Regions from separate parts of the Sus scrofa genome. Here regions 2 and 3 are each linked to region 1. Evidence: chromatin contacts called from public HiChIP or PLAC-seq and promoter capture Hi-C data. All regions are on one chromosome and are shown on one strand. The core of a region is the stretch at or near the end of the contact, and the rest is flanking DNA. Distances in the headings are between cores, read along the strand shown.

Region 1 (4,826 bases), core at 1,056-3,555:
AAGTTCAACAATCTCTGAGCAGGAGCACTGACAGTAACTTGACCTGTACCTGAAGGCAGGAGCGATGGGAAAGTTTCTCACATCAGCAGGACGTACTGGGGGTTAACGTGGGCAAACTGCCAAATGCTACAGCATTCAACTCATTAGAGACAGGCACCACCTTCCTCTCTTCTCTCAGACATCAGAAGAGCAGAAATATCAAAGAAACCCAGGTAAGATTCAAAACCCAATTTATGCATTCAAAGTACATGTACTAAACATCGTGTCAGGCTCCGCTATAGGAACAGGGAATATAAACATAAAGACCAAGTCGTTCTGAAAGGTGCAAAGATCCTCATCCGTTATTATTTTCTTTTCTCACACTCAACCACTTACGGCTCCAGGCAGTGACCCACTAGCACCAAATAAGTCTCCTTTCCCACCTCAGTGCACCTGATCATGGTGTGCCCACCTGGAGTTCCCTCACAGTACTTCACCTATTCAAGTCCTCACATCCTTCAAAGTCAGCTGGTGCCCTCCCCCCGCCCCTTTCCTAGAAGCCCTGATCTCCATTTCACCCCAAAGTGACTTCTCACTTCTCTGAACTAGTAACAGAGTCCCACCATCAGTTATGTAGAAATGTATCACTAATTTATTCATTCAACAAATCCTGAGTACTAACTATGTGACAGCATTGTTCTAGGGGCTGGGAAAACTGTAGCAAATGGTACTGGGTTTTGTCTCCCCAGAAGAACTCCCTGGGAGTGAGTTCCCATTGTGGCTCAGGGGCTTACAAACTTTACTAGTACCCATGAGGATGCAGGTTTGATTCCCTAGCCTCCCTCAGTGGGTTAAGGATCTGGCGTTGCTGTAAACTGTGGTATAGTTCACAGATGCAGCTCAGATCCCATGTTGCTGTGGCTGTGGTGTAGGCCGGCAGCTGCAGCTCTGGTTCCACCCCTAACCTAGGAATTTCCATATGACGCACCTGCGGCCCCAATAAAGCAAAAAAAAGAAAGAAAGAAAGAAAAGAAAGAAAAAGAAAAGAAAAGAAGAAAGAAAATGAACTCCCTGGGAGAGTTCTCCTCTTAAACTGCTTTTTAAAATCTTCCTGTGTAGACCTGGGTTTGCACTCAGTGCTTAATACCTAACAATTTATTTGAGCCTTGGGCTTCTTTGGTCCAAGCTCACTCAAATTGAAGTTACATAAACTAATGTGGAACAAAAGCAAACCAAGCCATTTCTAAATGAACTTCCACTTCTTAGAAACCTCAAAAGAACAAGGAAGGAAAAGAAAACAGGCTATGAAAGTGCTGCTGAAACAACACATTTTACTCACAGTGACAAGGCACCTCCAATCCCCCCTTCAAGATGCACAAAAGTGACCTTTTTTTTCTCTCAATCCTTACAGCTCCAGATTCAAGTGTTTAACAACAGTCCTTGGAAAAGTTTAAAGCACCCCTCAGTTTCCTAAACAAGTTTTCCTAAACCTTTATTTTTTGATGAATAGACCCCTTGATGAACACTACATATGCCACTTAACAGACTAATCCAATGAGGTTCGCTACATGGAACCAGACTTTAAACTCCAAGCACAAAGGGGGCTGAAAGAAAAACATTTTGAACCTGATAAACCCAAAGACAATTTTAATATAAACGACAAAAGCCACGTCCTGCAGAGCCTGGTGGAAGATTCCAAGTTCCCAAAAGAAGGGAATCAAGAGAATTTCCTCCAGGGGAACCGCGAGATTCTGCAAGGCGTGGGAGTTTCTGCAGGAGATGAGGGAGATTTAAAACACATTTTTTTTTTTCCTCTAAAGTGGCTTGTGAGATACAACAGCTGGCACCCGCCAGCGGGCGAGGGTGCAGCCGGGCTGTGCCATGCGGCGGAGGCTGCCACCTGGGCACTCCCACCATTCTTCGCAGCTGGGTCAGGAGGCGAGATGAGAGGAACCCGAAGCCGCGCGGACCCGCACCGGTGCCCCCTGCCCCTTGGGCCGCCTGCCCTCGCCCTGGGGCAACCCGCAAACCCACCCCGCTAGGGTCTCTGGAGCCCCGATCTCTCTGGAGACCCAGGAGACGGGCGGGGGAAAGGGGATCTCCAGGCGGCTGCCGGGTATCGGAGCGTTACTCACCTGAGCAGACTGGACAGAGGATGGCTCGAGGAGCTTAGACCGCCGCCGCCGCTGCTGCCGCCCCCGGAGCTGCCGCCACCGCCGCCGCCACCCCCGAAGCCTGAGGAGAGCCGCTTCCCGGACAGCAGCTTCTCCACGGCCGGGAGGTGCCCGGTGCGGGCGGCCTCCAGCAGCTCCTGCTCTTTCCCCATCCCCAGGGCCGCCGCCCCCCGGACCTCCTCCCCGGGGCCGCCGCGGAGCCTGCTCTGGCTCCCAAACTTTCCGTCTCCGGGCAACGCACCCCCCAAACCGGCCGGGGACACCACCCCCTCCCCCCGCCTTTTCCCCCAGGAGCGCGTCACTTCCGGGATCCGGCGTCACGCGTCACCGCGCCCCTGCGCCCCGCCCCTTTGCCCACCTAGCTGGGCGGGGCTCGGAGGGCGGACACAGGTGGCTGGGGTCTGCGCCAAGTGGCCTTGGTTGAGCCGAGATTGTCCTCTCTGGGCGAGAGGAGGGTGTCGTGTGGTCACCTGCTGTACAAGTGGGAAGCTACAGATTCGCTCCACCTGTGCGCGCCTCCCGACGTGTTCTTCTTCCTCAAAGGTTTTGGGAGCTCGCAGGATAGGAAATACGGTAATTCATCCAGGCAATGTAGAAACAAAGAGAGAAATATGGCAACGCGCATCTACATTTCCAAGTCCATTCATTCAGCACGCATAAATTAAATACGTAATAGATGTGGGAACCTAGTAATACAGAGGTGAATAAAATGCCCCCTTCCGTACTTCAATGAGGGAAGAGAGGGAACTTTTAAAACAAAAATATCCCCACTTAATGCTCCCAACTCTGAAACGGTTCGTTAAAGCTAAACATTCAAAGGGAAGGCTTCTCTCCCAGTAGGATGTTTCCTCTTTCGATGACATTAACCAAGCTGATATTAAAGTCAAATGTGTGAAACCGACCCCGACCTTGAGTACTGGGGAATTGGAAAAATCATTCAACTGGGTAGAGATTATGTCTTTTGTTTCTGGTACTAGCATTGTTCCTGGCTCGAAGTAGGCGCTCAATCGTTGTGGAGTGAATAAGGAATTGGATAAATTCGGTTCAAGCTATAGGACTTTTCTTTTTTTTTTACGTTTTTGAGGAACAAAAGAGAAATGCTGGCAATTCAATGTAAACACAGGACCGCCGTCTCTGTCCAATTGTACTGCCTGAGTTTACCCGGTAGCCACAGGGAGTACAACGGAATTGAGTTTCCTCCCGTCCCCAAGATTTCTTCTGAGGAAAGAGAATGAAGGACAAGAGTTAACTGACATTGCGTTTTTAGAAAGACGGAAAGGAAAAAGACGCCCTTCAGTAAAAAGCGCAGCTGTCCTTTACAAATACTGGTTTCCCAGGGTGGAAAATACACAAACTGAGTTCAGTACCCTCAATTTTCCCTCTCCCCACCGCCACCAAATCAAAACGGAGCCCTGATGTCCTCTACACGCGCCTGTAAATGACCCCTCTAAGGAGCGGTGTGGGTGACGTCATCGCAACGCGACGACAGGAAGTGAGCTCCTGGGCTGCTGTGCTGCGCGGGGTCCCGAGCTCCTAAGCCCTCGATGTCCTTTCCCCTCTCCTTCTGACCGCGATGGATAATGCTTGCGAGTCGCCCGCGGAAAAAAGTGGAGAAACAGGGGAGGCAGATGAGATGGCTGCTGCTCCCGGGGCTCCCGGGGTTACGGACACGGACGGAATCCCGGAGGAAACGGATGGAGACGGAGATGGGGACTTGAAAGAAACCGCGGCTGAAGAAGGCGAGGTAGGGAGAGATGTGTCCATGAGGCCGGAGTTGTGTCAGTGGCTTCTCGACAGGCTTCCTGGTTGGTCCCAAGCTAGGATAGTCGAACTCACCCTGACTCTTTAGCTGTGCAGTCGCGGGGTTGCGGGGAGAGAGAAGACAAAAATCTTAGTACCGCTTAGGTTCTAAGGACCGAATACTGGATCAGCGTTTTTAATCCCTGCCCTTAGACATTTAAGCTTTTTCCCCACCACCAAGTTCCTGACCCAGCGGCCGGAAGTTCCCGGGCCAGGGATCGAACTGTCCCAGTGACAATCGCGGGATCCTTAACCTGCTGAGCCACCAGGGAACTCCTAAAGGAATTTCAAATAGCCTCTTGGTCTTCCTGGTGATGAAAATGGGGTTCATGCCACACTGAGACTTAAGACGAGAGCTAGAGCCCAGGCTTCCTAGAACCCTTTTCACCACAATATAGTTTCTTTAAGGTATTGCTTAAGCATAGTTATCATTATAGGTTACAAAGTTGTTAAAGGGAACTTGGAGGTAGTTACTACTTTAGTCACGTTGTTACCCGCTTGGGACATTTAACTCCTACCAGTGACCTTGGTGCTAATCTCCAAGGGTCACTGTGGCATAAACACACCAAATCTATCAATTGGGCCACCCAAGAGTTCAGCAGTGTTGCTTCCTGAGCATCAAAGGACCAGAATCTCAGTGTTCTCCGGGTTTCATTTCTAAAGATGAATCTTGAGGTCATAGAGCTAGAATTCCTGGATGAAGTTGTGTGAGATCATGGGTTAAATGAAAACAGCCTTTCAGGGCATGAAGTTGCATCAAAATATATAAAGTTGAGAACTTTTAGAAAAACATGGAGGAGTTCCCGTCGTGGCGCAGTGGTTAACGAATCCGACTGGGAACCATGAGGTTGCGGGTTCGGTCCCTGCCCTTAC
Region 2 (4,826 bases), core at 909-3,408, 480 kb after region 1:
CTGAGCAAGGCCAGGGATTGACCCCGAAACCTCCTGGTTCCTAGTTGGATTCGCTTCCGCTGCGCCACAACGGGAACTCCTTAAATTGAAGTTGCCCCTACTACCTTGAATAGTGTTCTGGGGTAAAGGAAGTAAATACATGCTGAGTATCATCCCAGTATCACTAGACCCTCAGTTTATGTGGTTGGAAGTCCTGAGAACAGGGACAAAGGTTGGATGTGTGGGCAGACAAGGGGGCCTGGTTTCTAAAACCTACTACTTAATTCCCACTTCCTTGTAAGATGAGAGGGGCACTACATGGGTAGGGGCCTCCTCCCTCTGCCCTCAGCTCTGGTAAAAGCCTGGCATGAGTGGTCTCCCTACTCTCCACACTCAAAAGCCTGAGAACCCCAGGAAATCTACCTGCAGCCTCCAAACCCAAGCTTTTCTCTCATTCCTTTCCCTTTATCTGATTCCCCATCAGTCAGATGGTGGCAATTCTAAGCAAAAGGCCAGAGTTCTCACCTGTCCTCTGGTTCCTAACTGGGTATTACTCCTTCAGATCTGCCCTCAATTAATTGCCGCTGGTAGGACTTGAGGAAGTGAAGTGGCTCAACCATGTCCATGCCATTGGCTGCCCCTGGCAAGAACAATGACCCATGCCACCCCTGTATCTCCATTAGCACTTGAGGATTCAGGAGACCTTAACCTGCCACAACTTTTATGTCCTTGGACGTTTTCCATCACCTGCCAATCTGGAATTTTCCCAATTGCATGTGATTGTGGTGGTGGAGAGGAGGGTGTGGTATAAACTATACACACACAGTTTGACGTAACTTTATTTATTTATTTGCTTTTTAGGGCCGCACTGGTGGCATATGGAGGTTCCCTGGCTAGGGGTTGAATTGGAGCTACAGCTGCCGGCCTATACCACAGCCACAGCAACATGGGATCCCACCCACCTCTGCGACCTACGGCACAGCTTATAGCAATGCCAGATCCCCAACCCTCTAAGCAAGAACTGGGATTGAACCTGCATCCTCATGGATACTAGTGGGATTTGTTTCTGCTGCACCACAACGGGAACCCCTGACTTAACTTTAGACTCACATGTAGTTGTAAGAAATATTAGCAATCCCTCATATGCTTTGGCCGGCTCCGCCCAGTGCTAACATTTGCAGAACTGTAGTATAACATCACAACCAGGACACTGACACTGGTAAAATCCAACAATCTTATTCACATTTCTCCAGTTAAGTGTGTGACATTGTGACATTTTACTTACCAAACCAAGCTCACCTACTGATCAAGCTACCTGTGACCCAGGGGGACTTCACCTCATAGCTCCGTCTGTGCCTCAGAAAACTGGAAGGAGGTTAACAGGGAATTTAAAATACAGGGTATGCCATGTGCCAGGCTCTACCCATGTCACTGTGTAATCTTTATAGCAGCCTGTTTTGCCAACTTTAAGACTGAGGCATAGAGAGGATGGCTGGGTGGGTGTATCCAAGGTCCATGGGCTGGGCAGGTGCGACTCTGGACCTGCATATTCTACCCTCTGGGCAGAGCACAGAGGGCCAGGCTGCAATACTACCGTCTGTGCGGTTCTATAAAGACTAACAGGGCGCGGAGTTCCCATCGTGGCGCAGTGGTTAACGAATCTGACTGGGAACCGTGAGGTTGCGGGTTCGATCCCTGGCCTTGCTCGGTGGGTTAAGGATTTGGCGTTGCCGTGAGCTGTGGTGTAGGTCGAAGACACGGCTCGGATCCCGAGTTGCTGTGGCTCTGGCGTAGGCCGGCGGCTACAGCTCCGATTCGACCCCTAGCCTGAGAACTTCCATATGCTACAGAAGAGGCCCTAGAAAAGGCCAAAAGACAAAAAAAAAAAAAAGACTAACGGGGGCGCTTGTGGGGCCAGGGCTCCAACCAGATCAGCACGCAAAGGAGACCAAGCTCTGCCTGGAATGTGAACTCCCAAGCGCTCCCGCCCCGGGGGACGCCGGGAAGCCGCGCGCGCCCCGCCCCTCCCCGCTGCGCAGCCCTCGGCTGCCCCCTGCCGTCGCGTGGTGGTCCCTGCAGCCCGGGCCGTCTCCGCCTTCGCACCGCCCATTCCCCGCCTCCTGATTGGCCGCTCCAGGAGTCTCCGGGCCTTCTGCCTTCCGATGCTGTGGCCCCGCCCATTTCCCCGGGTCCTTTGATCACGCGCCTGCCGGCTCTTCCGGGGCCCGGGAGCCAACCGAGGGCGTTCCACTCCGGGCTGCAGCGGCGGGAGGTAAGGCATGGCCGGGTTGGATGGGCTGCAGAGCGCCGGCACAAGTCCACGCCTCGGGGTGTCGGGATTCCGGGATACCCGGGCCCCTCTGCGCTCCCAAGTTCCCCTCCCCCGGCCTGAGCCTCCCAGCGCCATGGCAACTACCTCCCGCACGCCGTTGCTGGTCCGCGTCCTAAGAACGGCCTGTCACTCTCCCTATCTCGGCATGTCCCCTCGACTGTGGGACGGTGCGATTCTGGGACGGTGCGATGCGACTGGGCAAGCCCGCAGCCCCCACGGGCCCCGGGACCGGCCCAAGCTCATACCTTGCCTTCCGATGGGAACCGAGGCGAACCGAGGTCGCAGACCGCGGGGCATCGGCGTTGAGCCTCCACGGGCAATCTCCTTCCCTCTGTCATGGGAACTGACCCTCTCCACCTCCGCCTGTCAAACCCGGGCCAGGAGGGGAGGGACTAGGGCGGAGCCCCGAGTGGGGATCAGGGGAAGGTGACATCACCTCGCAGATGCAATCCAGTCCTGCCCACTTGTGTCTACCCTGGCACATGAGACCAGTGGGGGAAATGGTGCCCAGGAGATATGTCTGGAGTGACACCAGGGACAAAGAGGGCATATAGGACCTATGGCCTGAAGTGTGGGAATTGGACCGGGACTGAGGGAGATGCGCCCCTTCAGAAGCCCCTACCTCACCCCTAGGCTACAGTCCAGGACCCTCATAGTTTAATCTTAACCTCCTTATTTTGCTCCCTTGGAGCTGCTGGCAGCCCAGTGCCCTAGAAGGTTGGGCAGGGGCTGGGACCATACACCTAACCTTTCCCCAGAAATTGATAGCTGCAAATGTTTCGGCCAGCACCCTGAGCTGGGCCCCACCTTGATTTGGGGATAGGAGCTGAAAGGGCCTCAGGCCCTGACTCTGGGCCTTTCCTGGGTGCCCTTTACACCCAGGATTTGCAGAGTTGCTGGAGGGTTAACCCCAGCACACTGACCTGGAAGATCCCTTGTCCCAGCACCTGACTTAAGTTTTCACACATTACTGGCTCTTGGGGAGGGATCCAGAGCCTAGGTGTCTCTCTGGGTGACATTGACAACCTCCTTCCTCCTCCCCAGGGAGCCCAGTGGAGGCGCCCTCCCGAGGCAGCACTGCCCATGCTGACTACCCAGCCCTCCAGCTGCCGATGTCATGAGTAACACCACAGTGCCCAATGCCCCCCAGGCCAACAGCGACTCCATGGTGGGCTATGTGTTGGGGCCTTTCTTCCTCATCACCCTGGTCGGGGTGGTGGTGGCTGTGGTAAGGAGCCCCCACATCCACTCATATATACCCACACTTTTGCTAAGGCAGGGCTGGGTGGGCCTGGTCCAGCCTGCACAGGGCACCTCAGCTGTCCTGTTACGGGAGCGGAGGGTGTGGAAATGGGCCCCACTCACTCGTGGGCCATGCTGGGCTCAGCTGCCTCCACAGTGCTGTGTCTCTGTTACAGGTAATGTATGTCCAGAAGAAAAAGCGGTGAGTGTCCCCGCCCCCTGAACATTCTGCTTAAAGTTCTCCCCATGGCATCTCAGCTCCCTGCGCAGGTTAAGACGCCCCTCAGGCATTATGAAACTAGCCTGGAATTCCCTACACTCCACTGTTCGGTTTTCACACCCAGACATGTATTAGAGCTCTAGTGTACCCCAAAAGGCACCCACTGGAAGCGCCCCCGCCAGGAGCAGTAGAGACGGGGCAGTCAGGTGTCTGTGGACCCCCGGAGCTGAACCCGTCCCATGCTCCCCAGGGTAGACCGGCTTCGCCATCACCTGCTCCCTATGTACAGCTATGACCCTGCTGAGGAGCTGCACGAGGCCGAGCAGGAGCTGCTCTCTGACGTGGGAGACCCCAAGGTGAGCACTTGGGACAGGCACAATCAGGAGAGGTGGGCCCGCGGTTTGCACCCTTGAAGCCAGAGCCTTGCTGTGGCTAGAGGGCTACCTCCTCCAAGGTTGTGCGGCAGACTCCTGGCACACAGCCCGTGGCATGATCTCCCTCACAGGTGGTACATGGCTGGCAGAGTGGCTACCAGCACAAGCGGATGCCCTTGCTGGATGTCAAGACGTGACCCGAGCCCCTTGCCCTCATCTTCAGAACCATGGGGTCCTGGACCCTGCAGCCTGCTGCTTCCCCCCAACTCCCAGCTCACCTTCCTGGGTCTCCACGCCCCCCACCCCCCTGTGCCTGGCAGCACCTGTTCCCTCAGCCCCACATAGCAGCCAAGCCCCAGTAGCATCTCACCCCCAGCTAGGCCTTCAGTTTTCTGGGGCCAAAGGGCAGAGCTTCGCCCTCCCTGACCCAGCTGTGGAGCCACTTCTGTGGTGACAGGGCCTGATGTATAGTACTCTGTATGTATATTTTGTAAATAAAATGTTTTGTGGCTATAGGGGTGCAGCTGATGTCTTCTGGGGGGGCTTAAGGTACCTTCTGTGGAGCCAACACCAGCTTTTCCCCTTCCTCCCCCGTCCTGGGCAGAGCCCTTCAGGAGCGACCCCTGCCCAGAGACATAAGAGACTCAGTCCAGAAAAGGACATTTTTTTATTCAAGTAA
Region 3 (4,826 bases), core at 761-3,260, 350 kb after region 1:
TCTTATCAGCATGGCTGTCAAAGGACAACAAGGCCTGGGACGGCTCTGGGAACGTCCATGTCACAGACATAGCCTTGTGGCCAGGCCAGATCCCTTGCTGGCCGCCTCCTCTTCTGCACACAATCCCAAGATCTGTTCAGAACTCACCATGAGGACCTCAGAGGCTGAGGGTGGCCTGGCTTGGGCAGTCTCTGACTCGCTGGGGGTGACAGCACTCTCCCCAGGGCTGGGCCAAAGGTAGAGACCCCCAGTGTGAGTTGGCACCCTTGGAGGAAAGGGCCAACCCCGGGGACTGAGCAGAGCCAGATCTTCCCCAGGGCCTTCCACCAAGCCTGGGGCAGCCAGGGATTGGAACCAGGAGGCCCCCAGACTCTCCAGGGCCATTGGGACTACAGGGATGCCTCTAAACGCCACAGCTGCCCATCACTTCCAGGACCAGGAAGGGCCTAAAGGGGCCTGTCTGCTTTAGGTAGCACTTTGGTCCTGGTGGGTGGGAGGAACGTTCAGGAGGGGGCTCACCCTCCTCCCTCAGGTTGCCTGCTATTTCCTGGAGTTCAAATTGACTCATTCACTTGTTCCACAAACATTTACTCGGTGCCAGACCCTGGTCTGGGGTGCAGGGACGATGACAGATGAATCAGACAGATTCCCACCCTAAAGCACTTCCAGTCTAGTGGGCAACAAGGCACAAATAACCAGGCCACAGGGCAGGCTAGGTAGGAGGACCCAGGGCAGGAGGCAAGGATCTCTCTCACCTGGGGAATCAGGAAGCAGCCTGGAGGGGGTGGCTTCTGCATGGCTTATGGACATGTGATAGGAAAGCCAGGTGGTGAGGGATAGAACCTCCAAAATCAGGGACGGCCCTGTTTGCACCCCCGCTATGCCCAAGCCAGGGCAGTGTGAGTTATTTACGGTGGCGCCCAGAGAAAAGCGGCCACATGTGTCCCTGCACGTGGGGTGCAGAGCTGGATGGTGGAGGGTGGGGGCAGCTGGGGCTTGAAGCTAGGTCTAGCCAAGCTCTGTGGTTTGCCACTCTGTCCCTCCCATCCTGACGACCTTTTAATCTTTTCGGGGCCTCCTGTAAGGCAAAAATAAGGAGGAGAGAGTTCTAACAGGCAGCAAGTGGCCTGGCGGGGGGCGGGTGGGGGGGGCAGTGCCAGACAGACCGTGGCTTCTGCTGTATTTGCAGGCCTTTTATCAGTCACCTCCTTTTCCTCTCCCCGCCCCATCCCAGCAATGGGGGAAGGGGTAGAGAAACAGAAAAAAATTAAAAAAAAAAATATACATATAGCTTTAATTGTAAACCAGACAGGGCGCACATCAGCTGCTGTGTTTCTCCCCAGCCCACTCTGGTCCAGAAATAGCCTACGCACCAGGCTGGCACCAGCCCACCTACCCTTCCCGTACAGGAACAAGCCAGGCCAGAGACAGACCCCCACCCCCTCTCCCCACTTCAGGCGTGGGTCCCACCTCCCCAAGGAACCTATTTCCTGCGTTTTCCCCAGGGAAAACGCCAGCTCCCTCTCGCAGAGGGCCCAGCGCAGGGACATCCTGACACTGCCTGGGTGATGCCCGTGAAGCCGGCGCTTGAAAGCACCCCCCGGCCCAGGCGCTCACCTCTCCCCAGGTAACTGGTCGACGCTCCCTCGCGCTCTGGCGGGGAGAGATGCGCGTCTGTGCGCCCACCGCAAACACGCACTCGCGAAGGAGAGCCCTCCCTCCCCACCTCCTACCCAAGGGCCAGACCCCCTACCTGGGGGCAGGCGCGCCCCGCACCATCCGCGGCGCCCCGGGGCAAAGCGGGGTGTCGGGCCCGGCCTCAAGCCCGGACCTCTTCCCGGGGGAGAGAGGCTGCGCCGCCGCGTCCCTCCAGATCTCGCTGGGGCTGCGGGAAGGAGGAAGGTCAGAGCCAGGGAGGAGGGGGAGGCTGGCGGGAGGCGTGCACAGATGGGCGCAGATTAGAGAGGCATTTTTAGCGAACCAATGGCAGCGCGGCGCAGGGCGGCGCCGTGTCTGCGCAGGTGGAAGCGCCCCGGCTGCTGAGGCTGCAGCCGCCGGCTTAGGAGGTGCAGGGGGAGGGGGGTCTGGGGGCGGGTGTCCGCACCCCCCGCTCCGAGGCCCGCGCCCTCCTCCGAGGGGCTGCGCGGCGGGCGGGTGCCGAGAGCGCTGCCCCTGCACCCTCTTCCGCAGCCCTCCTGCGGGAGCGCTCGGGACGCGGAGGTGTCGCTCCTCTCCCCCCTCTCTGCCCTTTCTCCACCTCTTAGGACATCCCTGCCGCCCTGTCTGTCTGCTTCTGACCTCTCATAATCTTGCGTCTTCGGCTCACACATACCCCAAACATACCCCCCAGGCACGGTGCGCAGGGGTGACGGCCCCTCCTCCACCCCACCCCCACCCCAATCCCTCGACTCCGCAGCAGCTTCGCCCAGAAGGGCCCCCTCGACCCCACGGGGCAGTCACTCACCCTCCCGCCCTGGTTCCAGGTGAACCTACTGTCACCACGACAGAGTCCGGACCGTCTCCTGGGGCTCTCTGGGGGGCTCCTTGTGACCCCCCCCCAATGCCGTCACTCTGGCTGCCTTGAACCCTGAATGCTTCCGGGAGCCTGGACACTGCGGACGTGCAAGGGGGCTCTCTTGGATTTATAAGAATGTATTCAATACTTATCTATTGAGAGCCTACTATGTGCTGGGCACTGATGAGGGGCCAGGCTGCAGAGCATATGATACAGACCAAATCTCTGCCCTCGGGTAGTTCGTATTTGTGAGAGAAGACAGATGTTAAATATAACAAACAGTCTATAGAATATGCTTATTTTTAGGACCGCTCTTTGAGCATATGGAAGTTCCCAGGCTAGGAGTCCAGTCGGAGCTGCAGCTGCCACCCTATGCCACAGGCACAGCAACAGGGGATCCGGGCCACATCTGCGACCTACACCATAGCTCAGGGCAACACCAGATTCTAGCTTTCTTCTGTATTTTCTGATTGCAAAACTTAGGTTCATCAAAGCTGAACCACTCCTTTCCCCATCTCCCTCTCCCTCCATTAGTGTTTTGTGCCCAGATCCAGAAACTAAGACTTTCTCCCATTCTCCCAGTTCTTTTCACTTTTCTTCTTTTTAAAAAAAAAAAAAAATATTTTATTATTATTTTTTTCTTTTTAGCACCTGCAGCATATGGAAATTCCCAGGCTAGGGGTTGAATCAGAGCTCCCGCTACTGGCCTACACCACAGCCACAGCAACGCCAGATCCCAGGCATGTCTGCAACCTGTGCCAGATCCTTAACCCATTGAGTGCAGCCATGGATTGAACCTGCATCCTCATGGATATTAGTCAGGTTCTTAACCCTCTGAGCCACAACAGGAACTCCTCTTTTCACTTTTCAAAGTATTTTTCCTGGAAGTTCCCCTGTGCCACGAGGGTTTGACTCCTGGCCCTGGAACTTCCATATGCCACACATGCAACAACAACAACAAAACAAAAACAACAGACAAACAAACCCCAGCAAAGTACTTTTCTGATCTCATATCTCCCCAATAACTTACTTTTCTCAGTCCCATTAAGTTCTGACCCACCTGGGATTCCATGGGACCTTCACATCCCACCTAGAGCCCCAAGCTAGCCCTCGGTCAGAAGCCTCCTCTGCTAGACTCTCTGTGCCATTCAGAGCAAGGAGGCAGGCGTGGCTCTCTCCAGAGGAGCTTCTTTGTGTGTGTGTGTGTGTGTGTGTTTGCTTTTTTTTTTTTTGCTTTGCTTTTTTAGGGCCCCACCTGTGACATATGGAGGTTCCCAGTCTAGGGGTCCAATCAGAGCTGCAGCTGTTGGCCTATGCCACGGGCATGGTGGCATCAGATCCGAGCCATGTCTTTGACCTACACCACAGCTCAAGGCAACACCAGATCCTTAACCCACTGAGGGAGGCCAGGGATTGAACCCACAACCTAATGGTTCCTTGTTGGATTCGGTTCCGCTGTGCCATGATGGGAACTCCCCCAGAAGAGTTTCAAATGCAGACAAAACAGAAAGGGCATGTAGACAGGAGGGGAGACCAGCACTGACCATGCATGTGGAATCAATCAATCAATCACTGAGCAAATAACAACTGGTGATTGGATCGCATGTTTAGCCTGGGAAAGCTGGAGGGAGGTGGGGTAGGTCTGAATTCCCTTTTGTTTCCTCCAACATGGAAGGCTTCCAGGAGGAGGTGACATTTTGAGGAGCTTCTCTAGTCTCATCACATCTCTGGTTGGAAAGGAAGGGCAGGGAGCATGCCCCAATTTTGGCAGAGCAGGATTCTGAAGCCCAGAGAGGAAAAGTGACTGGCTCAAGGTCACACAGTGCATCCGTGACAGAGCTGGGCTAAAAACGGATCAGACTTCTGGTCAGGTGCTGCCGTCACCAGATTCCTCTACCTCCCCCACAAACCTGCACTTGGAGGTGGGGCAGGACAGCGCGGGAAAGCCAATGGCCCAGTAGTCCCACAGTGCTTTATTTTCTGAGCTGCCTCCCAGCAATATGCAGAGAGGTGAGCAGGACACCCCCCAGGGACGAAAGTACTTAAAAAAGAGCCTCACAGCCCCTTCAGCCTTCTTCTTATCTTCCCATCAGCTGGCTTCACACTTGCAAATTGGTTTCCATCACCTGTCTGGTGGACGGAGGCTGTCGCCAGCTGTGCCTCGGATCTGGAGACTAGGGTGTCAGGAGACTTGGAGTTGTGGCTTTCTCTGTCCATGACTCATGGTGGGGGCGGCGGGGGGGGGGGGGCTAAACACCCTGAAGACATATGATCTCGACAAGACACTCAATCTTAGGAGGTGCCAGTGTTA

Evidence for each region. Promoter capture Hi-C pulls out the DNA fragments that hold promoters and counts their contacts. HiChIP or PLAC-seq counts read pairs in DNA pulled down with a chosen protein or histone mark.
Region 2: an H3K27ac HiChIP or PLAC-seq map of alveolar macrophages shows a contact between it and region 1. The contact joins the promoter of LOC100156657 here to the promoter of ANKS1A in region 1. A contact is called at or near these places in 1 of 47 Hi-C or Micro-C datasets (embryonic fibroblasts) and 1 of 2 datasets of contacts at active chromatin or transcription factors (alveolar macrophages).
Region 3: a promoter capture Hi-C map of fetal skeletal muscle shows a contact between it and region 1, with 7 times the contacts expected there. The contact joins the promoter of PACSIN1 here to the promoter of ANKS1A in region 1. A contact is called at or near these places in 3 of 5 promoter capture datasets (fetal liver, fetal skeletal muscle and liver) and 2 of 2 datasets of contacts at active chromatin or transcription factors (alveolar macrophages and skeletal muscle).

What each region holds. Positions count from the first base shown.
Region 1 is chr7:30,810,570-30,815,395 of Sscrofa11.1, reverse strand. ANKS1A (ankyrin repeat and sterile alpha motif domain containing 1A) reads right to left here and starts at 2,305. Exons shown (of 25, transcript NM_001246264.2): 1 at 2,115-2,305. The coding sequence starts at 2,305. It overlaps TAF11 (TATA-box binding protein associated factor 11), which reads left to right and starts at 3,628. Exons shown (of 5, transcript NM_001184894.1): 1 at 3,628-3,897. The coding sequence starts at 3,727.
Region 2 is chr7:30,329,383-30,334,208 of Sscrofa11.1, reverse strand. LOC100156657 reads left to right here and starts at 2,158. Exons shown (of 5, transcript NM_001190191.1): 1 at 2,158-2,251; 2 at 3,356-3,539; 3 at 3,730-3,755; 4 at 4,024-4,129; 5 at 4,279-4,660. The coding sequence starts at 3,429. The coding sequence ends at 4,344. It overlaps HMGA1 (high mobility group AT-hook 1), which reads right to left. Exons shown (of 6, transcript NM_001185155.1): 6 at 4,796-4,826.
Region 3 is chr7:30,457,035-30,461,860 of Sscrofa11.1, reverse strand. PACSIN1 (protein kinase C and casein kinase substrate in neurons protein 1) reads right to left here and starts at 2,010. Exons shown (of 10, transcript XM_021098608.1): 1 at 1,754-2,010. All of the region lies in intron 1 of LOC110261506 (a long non-coding RNA gene), which reads left to right.